Regions from separate parts of the Mus musculus genome. Here region 2 is linked to region 1. Evidence: chromatin contacts called from public HiChIP or PLAC-seq data. All regions are on one chromosome and are shown on one strand. The core of a region is the stretch at or near the end of the contact, and the rest is flanking DNA. Distances in the headings are between cores, read along the strand shown. Region 1 overlaps Lcor (ligand dependent nuclear receptor corepressor). Region 2 has its middle 9.3 kb from the start of Frat2.

Evidence for each region. HiChIP or PLAC-seq counts read pairs in DNA pulled down with a chosen protein or histone mark.
Region 2: a contact with region 1 is called in a FOXA1 HiChIP or PLAC-seq map of pancreatic cancer cells. The contact joins two enhancer-like sites. A contact is called at or near these places in 3 of 39 promoter capture datasets (cranial neural crest, hippocampal neurons and liver) and 2 of 115 datasets of contacts at active chromatin or transcription factors (forebrain and pancreatic cancer cells).

The regions. Positions count from the first base shown.
Region 1 is chr19:41,594,889-41,599,196 of GRCm38.p6, forward strand. Lcor (ligand dependent nuclear receptor corepressor) reads left to right here. Exons shown (of 8, transcript NM_001370767.1): 8 at 1-1,273. It also overlaps a transcript of Slit1 not described here. Among named protein-coding and RNA genes, the nearest start is that of Gm52407, 6.9 kb to the right of the region's middle. Within about 2 kb of position 2,478, at least 100 of the 459 cell types and tissues checked have an H3K27ac peak or open chromatin away from gene starts, as enhancers often do. A contact at or near this core is called in pancreatic cancer cells, where this site is marked.
Region 2 is chr19:41,855,260-41,859,567 of GRCm38.p6, forward strand. It overlaps a transcript of Rrp12 not described here. Among named protein-coding and RNA genes, the nearest start is that of Frat2, 9.3 kb to the left of the region's middle. Within about 2 kb of position 2,347, at least 46 of the 459 cell types and tissues checked have an H3K27ac peak or open chromatin away from gene starts, as enhancers often do. A contact at or near this core is called in pancreatic cancer cells, where this site is marked.

The sequences.
Region 1 (4,308 bases), core at 1,228-3,727:
AAAGCGTGCAGAGGAGAGGACTTGCCCTGCATTGTGTTGTTGGGGAGGCGACTACTTATGGTGAGGGGGTGGGGTGGGGGTCTTGTAGATGAGATGGGGTTGGAATAGAAACTCTGGCCAGAGGTTTCCTGAGTCTTTGATATTTTGTAATGAAACTCCCCACATTAACCCTGCTTAATCTCAATGTAAGCCTGCTGTTTACCCTCAGGGAACAAGTGGTTTTCAAAATTGAGCTCCTCCAAGGTCCTGGGCCAGTGCCTGTGTGCGCTGGTCCTCTCCGTGATCTCATGGCATTATTTCCCCGTATGCATTACGATAGTAAGAAGTTCCACCCCACCCTGTATGAAAAGCACAGCCCAGTGCCCTAATTTAGGCTTGTGTCGTTGCCTTCGAGGGGCCTGGGGGGAGGTCCTAGGAGGTCCATGCAGTTTAACTGAAGCTCAGGTGTGCATTGGATTTTGCCTCTATTAGGCCACAACCCTTCAGAATGAGTGTAGGGCAGGGGCTACGGATCCGGCTCCAGATTCAGGGAGCTGAGTCTCCACTGTTCCTTAAGTTTTTACTGGTCCCTCCCGGTGGCGTTGCCAAGGTCAATCTTGTAGGTGTTTGGATGTGCTCCTTTTTTGCTGTCTTGTGAGTCGTAGCCAGTGCTCCAGGAGCCCAAGGGCGGGGCCTCTGGAGGGTCCACCCTCCCTTACCCCAGCGCCTTTCAGACTAGTGGAGCGAAAAGACTCTGCAAATGGCCACTGGCCGGACAGCACGTGCCTCTGGGCCTGGATTCCACTGTTAGTGAGTGTAGGAAAATACTGTGTCTTTAATGGATGAAATTCAATGTATGCTGTGAATTTGTTGGTTTGAAACATTGAAAAATTTTCATTAGACAATGTTTACATACCTCACCTGAAGAACCTTTGAGAGTGTATATATGAAATTTAAAAATATATTAAGTTGCTTTAAAACAGTATGTATAGCTATAAAAGTTGGAGTTATTTTAACTTTGAGTATGTACCAAGTCTCTTAAATATTGGAATCTCGTAGACTTTCTGGCTTCTGTGTTTTGCTTTCCTATGGACCACATAGATAACTGTGTTTTTGTTCTTGATAAAGGGGGCCCACACCGACGTCCAGGCTTGGAAGGATTTTCTGGTTTGGTTTTGAGGGGAGGGGTGTGGAACTAGAGGGTGTGTGGGAGGGATTTCTCTAACCTTGACATCTGTGAGCTTTTTCAAGGCGCTTATTTTATTGCAGCATATTAAAGTTCTTTGATATTAAAGTGTGTTTGTGTAGTCACTGCAGATGGGGAGGGGACAGTACAGCACAGTCCCCTGCCTCACTAGTGTGTGGCTGAAAGCAGACTGTCAGCCATGGGGCTGGGCACTACCCTAAACGATTAATGACCCTCTGAGCTATACCTTACTCAGGGGACGGATATAAATATAATGGAAGCATCGTGGGAGTCACTGGACGGGGCAGGAAAGGTGGATGTGCAACCTGAAGGGAGGGGACAAGCCAGCCAGCCAAGTGCTGTCCACTTCTGTGACCCCAGCAGGAATGTGACAGAAAACAAACCTCGCACTTGCCAGAACGACTTCTGCGATCTGACTTGTTGGATCTGCTGGAAGTGAGTCTGTTCAAAGTCATGGTTGACCCAGGAGACCCATGGGGAACCAATCCTGGATATTCACGGAATTGATAGTGACTGTCCAGCAACCCCGGGGTTTGCTTTAACGATGAAGTTGTAAATTTCCAATCTACAGATGTGTTTATTTAACCCAGGATTTTTTTTTTCTAGACAGGATTTCTCTGTATAGCTCTGGCTGTCCTGGAACTCACTTTGTAGACCAGGCTGGCCTTGAACTCAGAAATCCTCCTGCCTCTGCCTCCCGAGTGCTGGGACTAAAGGTGTGCGCCACCACACCCAACTTAACCCAGGATTTAAAAAAATAGTTTAAAACTATAAGTTTTTCACTCAAAAAATTGGGGTCTCTAGTTTTGTTGTGGGGGGGTGTTTTATTTTTGGTTTGTTTTTGGTTTCTGGTGTTTTGTTTGAAGCTAAGAAATTTAGGTCATGGTGAAAACCAGCTGGTACAAATAGACTGGAAAATGTTCTTCATGTGCCGTAGTCTCCAGCGGTGACTGTTTCCACTTGCCCCTGTTGGTACCTACTGCTTTAATCTGATGTGGCAATAGAAATGATGGGCCAAGTTGCGCTGACCACTGGCTTACCTCTCCCCCATACACTTGAGCCTGTGACCTACAGGGTTTCACTTGCTCTCCTCTACCATGCTCTCCAGCATGCCCTTCCTCTCCAAATTCTCAGCTATTGTGAAGGCACCAGAGTTACCATTCCCGTGCCCTTTCAAGGTGGTCATGTGCTCTTAGAATGGAGCCTTTTGACATCACTACATCCCTATGTGAGATCAGTTCATGGCTCTGGCCTCAATGGAGGAGGGCTTGGCACATCCTTCCTTTGGTGACCTATGGGGGGCGGGTCCCTGTCTTAGAAACTTAGATCCTGTTACTCATGTCATTTCCTATGTGCAGTGTTCTGGTCTGGTGTATGGGCTCCCTTTACTGGCCTGGACACACGCCCCTTCTAGGATTGATTATCTGAGAATACATGCTGCTTTCTACGGCCGCTTGGATGCTCCAAGACCCTTGGAGTCTGGTTAAATGTGTGAGTGGCTCTGTAGGCAAATGCTGAAAATATTAGTGTGACTTAAACACTTGGCAGGAAATGAGAGTAAGCCTCCCCAGTTTGTCACACACCCCTCTCCTTCCTGATGAACAAGCCTTGCCACATCAAGGTTGGCAAACATCCCAGCAGGCTGTGATGACTGTGGTCAGTGTGGTAACCCAGGGCCTTCCCACCCTGGGAAGGTCAATGCTGGTAGCAGCAGGCTCGTTTTGATGAAGAAAGAGACCAGGCAGAAAGTCCATGAATCAATGTCATGTTCACATGGAAGACAGCAGACAATACTGACATATCCTAAAACAATACTTCTGGGGAAAGGACAGGTGCAGCTCCCTCAGGGACTGTTTGAAGCCAGTTTCTAAGAGTTGACTCAAACGACTACAGAAACCCCAAACAAAAGGTCACAACCACAGAGCATCTGAAAATCAAAACAAGACACTGGAGGTTGACTTTAACATATAAAAATACTATAACAAAATGAAATACAAATATATATTAGAATCTGTAAGTATTCTGTATAAAGAGATACTTTCACGGTTAGGCTAACAGCAGGCAAAGAGAAAACAAAGATGTCCTTTCCCATTCCTTAGCATCGCCACAGGGCCCTGAGCAGTGCTGCTCACGTAACCAGCTCCTTGAGGGCTTGCCCTGCTGGGTCTCTGCTGTGCACGTCTAATGGAAATAGCCAGTGATGACCACAAAGCAAACTGAAGATCTTTACCAAAGGGGAACAGAACATGGAGATGGTTTCTCAAAGGACTGGTCTCAGAGTCACCCTCTTACCTGACCTTACAAGTCTGAGTGTGAGCAGGTGATGGGAGCCGTAGACCGGGCCCTTGGCTGGCAAGGTACTGAATAAGTCAAAGGTAAAGTTGAGCCTGGGGCTCATGGCTCTCTGAGAACCATCGAGTCAGCCTCTCAAGCTGCCATCTCAAGGCCTTGGGGGAAAGGTGACATCACCTGCCAGTCCATGCCTCTCATGCCCAGGGACCGGCTTCTCCCGGCCAATAGGGAGCGATGGTGTCTGGGGAAGGAAACTTGCACAGAGCTAAGGAGGCCAGAACACCTTTATTTCTAGAAAGAGACGTCATGCTACGTGTCTGAGCTATTCTGCCCTCTGCAGCCTGGTTCAGCTGTTTGCCAGGGTACCACAGTGACCTGGAAGCTTGGAGTAAGAGTAAGATGCTGTGCAGAGTTGTTTAAAGCCTTAGAGGTTTGGGCCTCTGTCCTCTTAGAGAGCTATGGGTCTGTGCACTGTGGCCCTAACTCAGGGCCATAAGAAAATGGGAGTCCTAGCCCTTGGCAAAATGTATACCCAGTCATGACAATTAACCAGTTGATCAGGGCTGGGCTCTCTTTCCAACCCAGAGTCTCCCTGGCCTGAGAGCCATTGTGATAGGAGATGCCAAGTTCTCAAGTCACAGGAGGCTAATGCCTTCATCAGCACCAGAGGCTCCTCTCTGTGTCCACATAGGCAGTGATAGGTATAGGGCCACCCTCTGAACATGACACTCCCAGATGGGAGCAGCCTTGAACGGGGGGCATGCTCACACCTACAGCCCACAAAGACACCCCCACTCCACCCCCACACCCAGACCGGGGCTACAGCCTCT
Region 2 (4,308 bases), core at 1,097-3,596, 260 kb after region 1:
CAGGGCCTTGTGTCTCCTAAGCAGCAGTTCTACTACTGAGCCACATGCTCAACATCAAGCTTTTGTTTGAGTGTTTATTTCCTTCTACTTCCTTTTCGTCAGAAGTTTAGCCTGAACTGCTAGGTACACAGATTCCCCTTACTTTTTATACTTCACTTTTCTGACCTAACTGGCTCCTGACAACCTTCTCCTGAAATGTAACCTTCACCTAGTCTCCAGGGTATCATGTTTTCCTGGCTGGTTTTCTGACTTCTTTCTCTTTCTTCTCTCTCCTCTCTCTCTTTCTCTCTCTCTCTAATAAAAAGGCTTATTTATTTATTTATTTATTTGGCTTTCTCAAGGCAGAGTTTTTCTGTGTTGCTCTGGCTGTCCTTGAACTCAATTTGTATGAATGAGGCTGGCCTCAAACTCAGAGACCCATCTACCACTGCCTCCCACGTGCTAGGATTAAAGGTGTGCACCATCATGCCCAGGTTATATTTTACTGTTTGTCTATTTGGTTGGTTGGTTGTTTTGTTTTGCTCAAGACAGGGTTTCTCTGTAACCCTATCAGCCCTGGATCTCCTGCTAGACCAAGCTGACCTCAAACTCGGATTTGCCTGCCTCTGCCACCTGAGTGCTGGGATTAAAGGTGTGTGCTACTATACCCAGCTTACATTTTATTATTATCATTATTATTATTATTTTTTTTTAGAGACAGGGTTTCTCTGTGCAGTAGCCATGGCTATCCTGGAACTGGCTTTGTAGACCAGGCTGGCCTCATATCAACTTGCCTTTGCTGAATTAAAGGTGTGTGTCACCATTGCTCACCATTGTATTTATGTTTATAATTTTATATAATACTTTTATTTTATAAAATATAAAAACCTTTATAGTGTGTGTGTCTGTCTGTCTGTCCGTGGAGACCAGAGATGTTGAATACCCTGGAGCTAGAGTTACATGTTGTAAACTGTCCAATGTAGGCGCTGGGAAGGAAACTAGAATCCTTTAAAGGAACAGTGCACACCCTGAACCACTGAGCCATTTCTTCAGTGCCCTGGTTTTTCTGCCTTATTAGTTGTTCCTCCTCTAGTTCTCACTTCGGGCACCCCATCCTCCTTAGAGGTGATGACTCTATCACTCACATGTTGATATTTCAGCCTCTCTCTTCCCCACCCTCACCCCTGTGTTGATAGCTCCTCTGCTAGCCTTGAGTCTCTAGACTGTTGCACCCAGAAGTTGCTCGCTGGTCACTGTTTTCACTGAATTGTTGGTTTGTTTGCTTTATCTACCTCCACCTCAACTGCTTTAAAAAAAAAGATGTATGTATGTATGTATGCATGAATGTATGTATGTATGCATGCATGCGGGTGTTTTGTTTGCATGTTTGTCTGCACACCAGAAGAGGGTATCAGATCCCATGAGACTACAGTTATAGTTGTGAGCTACCATGTGGGTGCTGGGAATTGAACTCTGGACCCTCGGAAGAGCAGTCAGTGCTCTTAACCTCTGAGCCATCTCTCCAGCCGGCCTCCCAACTTTTGTTGGAAGTGCTTCACTCTGAACAAGTGCAGAAGTGTTTATGGAAGTAAGGGAGATGGATGGAGAGGGGGAAAAAAAAGAACATGAAAGAAAGAAAAGACATGAAGAGCATCCTGCAGGTTTGCCTCCCAGAAGGTGGAAGGGAAAGGGTACACTCAGCCCTGCCCTTTGCTGGCCTGCCCTGCCCTTCACCTCAGCCAAGGCAGCTCACAGTGCTCAACCTCCTCACCTAGACCAGTTCTGAGTTGGCTCTTGTGCTAGGGACGCATTTGGAGAGTAAAGAGCCCCCAAGGTAAGTACGGGGAAGAACAGATACTGGTGTGGCATCTGCAGATTCACAGCCCAACCTCCTGGTGCCACCAAGTTCTCTCCAGGGCTGAGTGTAGCAGGTTGTGAGGATATGAGCTTGAACTCCCATGCCTGGCCCCATAAGTCTTCAAACCAGGAGCTCACTCAGACTTTGAGACGGGTGGAGCTTAAGTAAACTGCTAGGTGGGAATCCTAAACCACAATCAGAATGCAATCTACTGTGGTAGGAGTCACAGAGATGGAGGGTGTGTGTGACTGCCCCAGGTAAAAGCCGTGCCAATCTGGGTTGCAACTGCTGCTTCTGGCCCCCATATGGGAGTTTCCAACCCAGCCCTAGTGATCAGGTGTGTCTGGTTGTACATCCCAGGCCCTGTGTAAAGTGCTAAGAAAGGGAACACTTGTGGCCCATGTGGCAGTCCTCCTCTTGGCAGGGAATTGTCTTCAGAATACCAGATGTCAGAGTCACCACTGGCTGATTGTGGTGTATGCTTTGAGTGCGCCCCACCTCCCTGGAAGGAGCAGTACTTGCAGTTGGGATGATTAAGAGGGCATGTTTAGATAAGAATGATTGTACAGTGACGCTATCAATACACACGATGTATAAAATCTGCTCAGGGTGATAACTATCCCTTGTTATTTTACAAGCTTATTTGCTCTGTGGTCTCAAGTCCAAGAGCTCTAGTGTAGTCGCAGATCTGGTTAAGAGCAAGGCTTCAAAGGTTCACAACCTGCTGAGGAGCTGTAGAGATAGATGTATAGGCCACTCCTGGATCCATTCACAAACCCATCTGCCCGATAGCCGAGCTTCCCATGCTCTTTGGAATTGTGATTTTTTTCAACACTGAGATCTAGAGGGTACGTGTAGGTCTTCAGAGTGACATCACAAAAATAGAAAAACCAAGCTGCCCTTTGGACATTACCCTATAGGCTAGAGGATCAGTTCTCCCTATCAGGCCCTAGAAGCAGCTGACTGTCTCCTTTGCAAGAGCCAGAAGAGCTGGGCTCAGAAATCTGATCCAGGCATGCCATGTGTGAAGGAGCCTGAGCCTAATTAAATCTCAGAAACACTTTCCTGCAGCAGGGACAGACTCAGCCTGGTTCACACAGGGAGAAGGATCTTTCCTGCTTACTCCCTGTGGGTGCTGGGCCCCAACAGGCTGCTGGGGTGGGGGAATAGGCCACACCCCACAGGCAGGTCCCACCACAAGGACAATACTTCCAATCTATGGAGTCCCCTTTCTGTTTCCTAATTGCTTTAACCACTGATTTTGGCTTAATGCAGAGCCGAGTATGTTCTGGGTAATCATTGTATCTTGGGTCATTACACTTCTCACTACTTAGTAAAAAAGTACATTTTTGCTGGGTGTGGTGGTACATGCGTTTAATTCCAGCATTTGGGAGACAGAGGCAGGCAGATGTCTGTGAAGTCAAAGCCTGCCTGGTCTACAGAGTGAGTTCCAGGACAGCCAGGGCTACAAAGAGAAACTTATTTTTCAAAAGTTGGAAAAGAAATCACACTTTTGACTAGACTTGTTCCTGAGCCCAGAACTTGTTTAATTCTGATTTGAGATTTGCAGAGCTGACCCCACAAACCCAGCTCTGGTATGAGAATATAGCATCAAGCTACAATTCTTATTTGATTTTATTATTTGGGGGGAGGGGACAACTGGTCCCATCATGCATCTCATGCTTACTTGAGACTTACAGAGGTCTGCCTGCCTCTGCCTCCAGAGTGATGGCATTAAAGGCACACACCATCATGCTCAACCTATAGGTCTTAGTGAGTGTCCTGTTGCTGTGAAGAGACAACCATGACAAAGGCAACTCTTATAGAAGCTTACAGCTTCAGAGGGGTCTACCCATTATCACAGCATGGAGCACAGCAGGCAGACATGGTGCTGGAGTTGAGAGTTCTACATCCAGACCAGTAGGTAGAAGACAGACAGACACTGGGTCTGGCTTGAGCTTTTGAATCCTAAAAGCCTACCCACCAATGACACACTTCCTCCAACAAGGCCACACCTCCTAATCCTTCAAATGGTACCACTCCCTAAGCATTAAAATCTGTGAGCCTATGGGGCCATTCTTTCTAAAAACACACTATACACTCCTGACTTCACTGGTGTCTGACCACGCAGCCTTGAAATCCTGTTCTGGAGGGCTGGGCTTGTGGCTCCGTTGACAGAACTTGTTTAGCATGAACACAACCCTGGGTTCCATGCCCAGCACCTCATAGAATGGCTATAATCCCCACAAGAGGATTAGAAATTTCAGGTCATCCTTGGGCCAGCCTGGGCTCCATGAGACCCTGTAGAAAATTAAAAACAGACAATCCCCTGCTGAGTATGATGATTTTAATCCCAGTCCTCAGAGAGACAGAGCAGGAAGACCTCTGAGTTCAAGGCCAGCCTGGGCCATTTATTCCAGGCCAGCCACCGTTCCATAATGAGACTTTCCCAACAAAGCAAATGGGGGCCG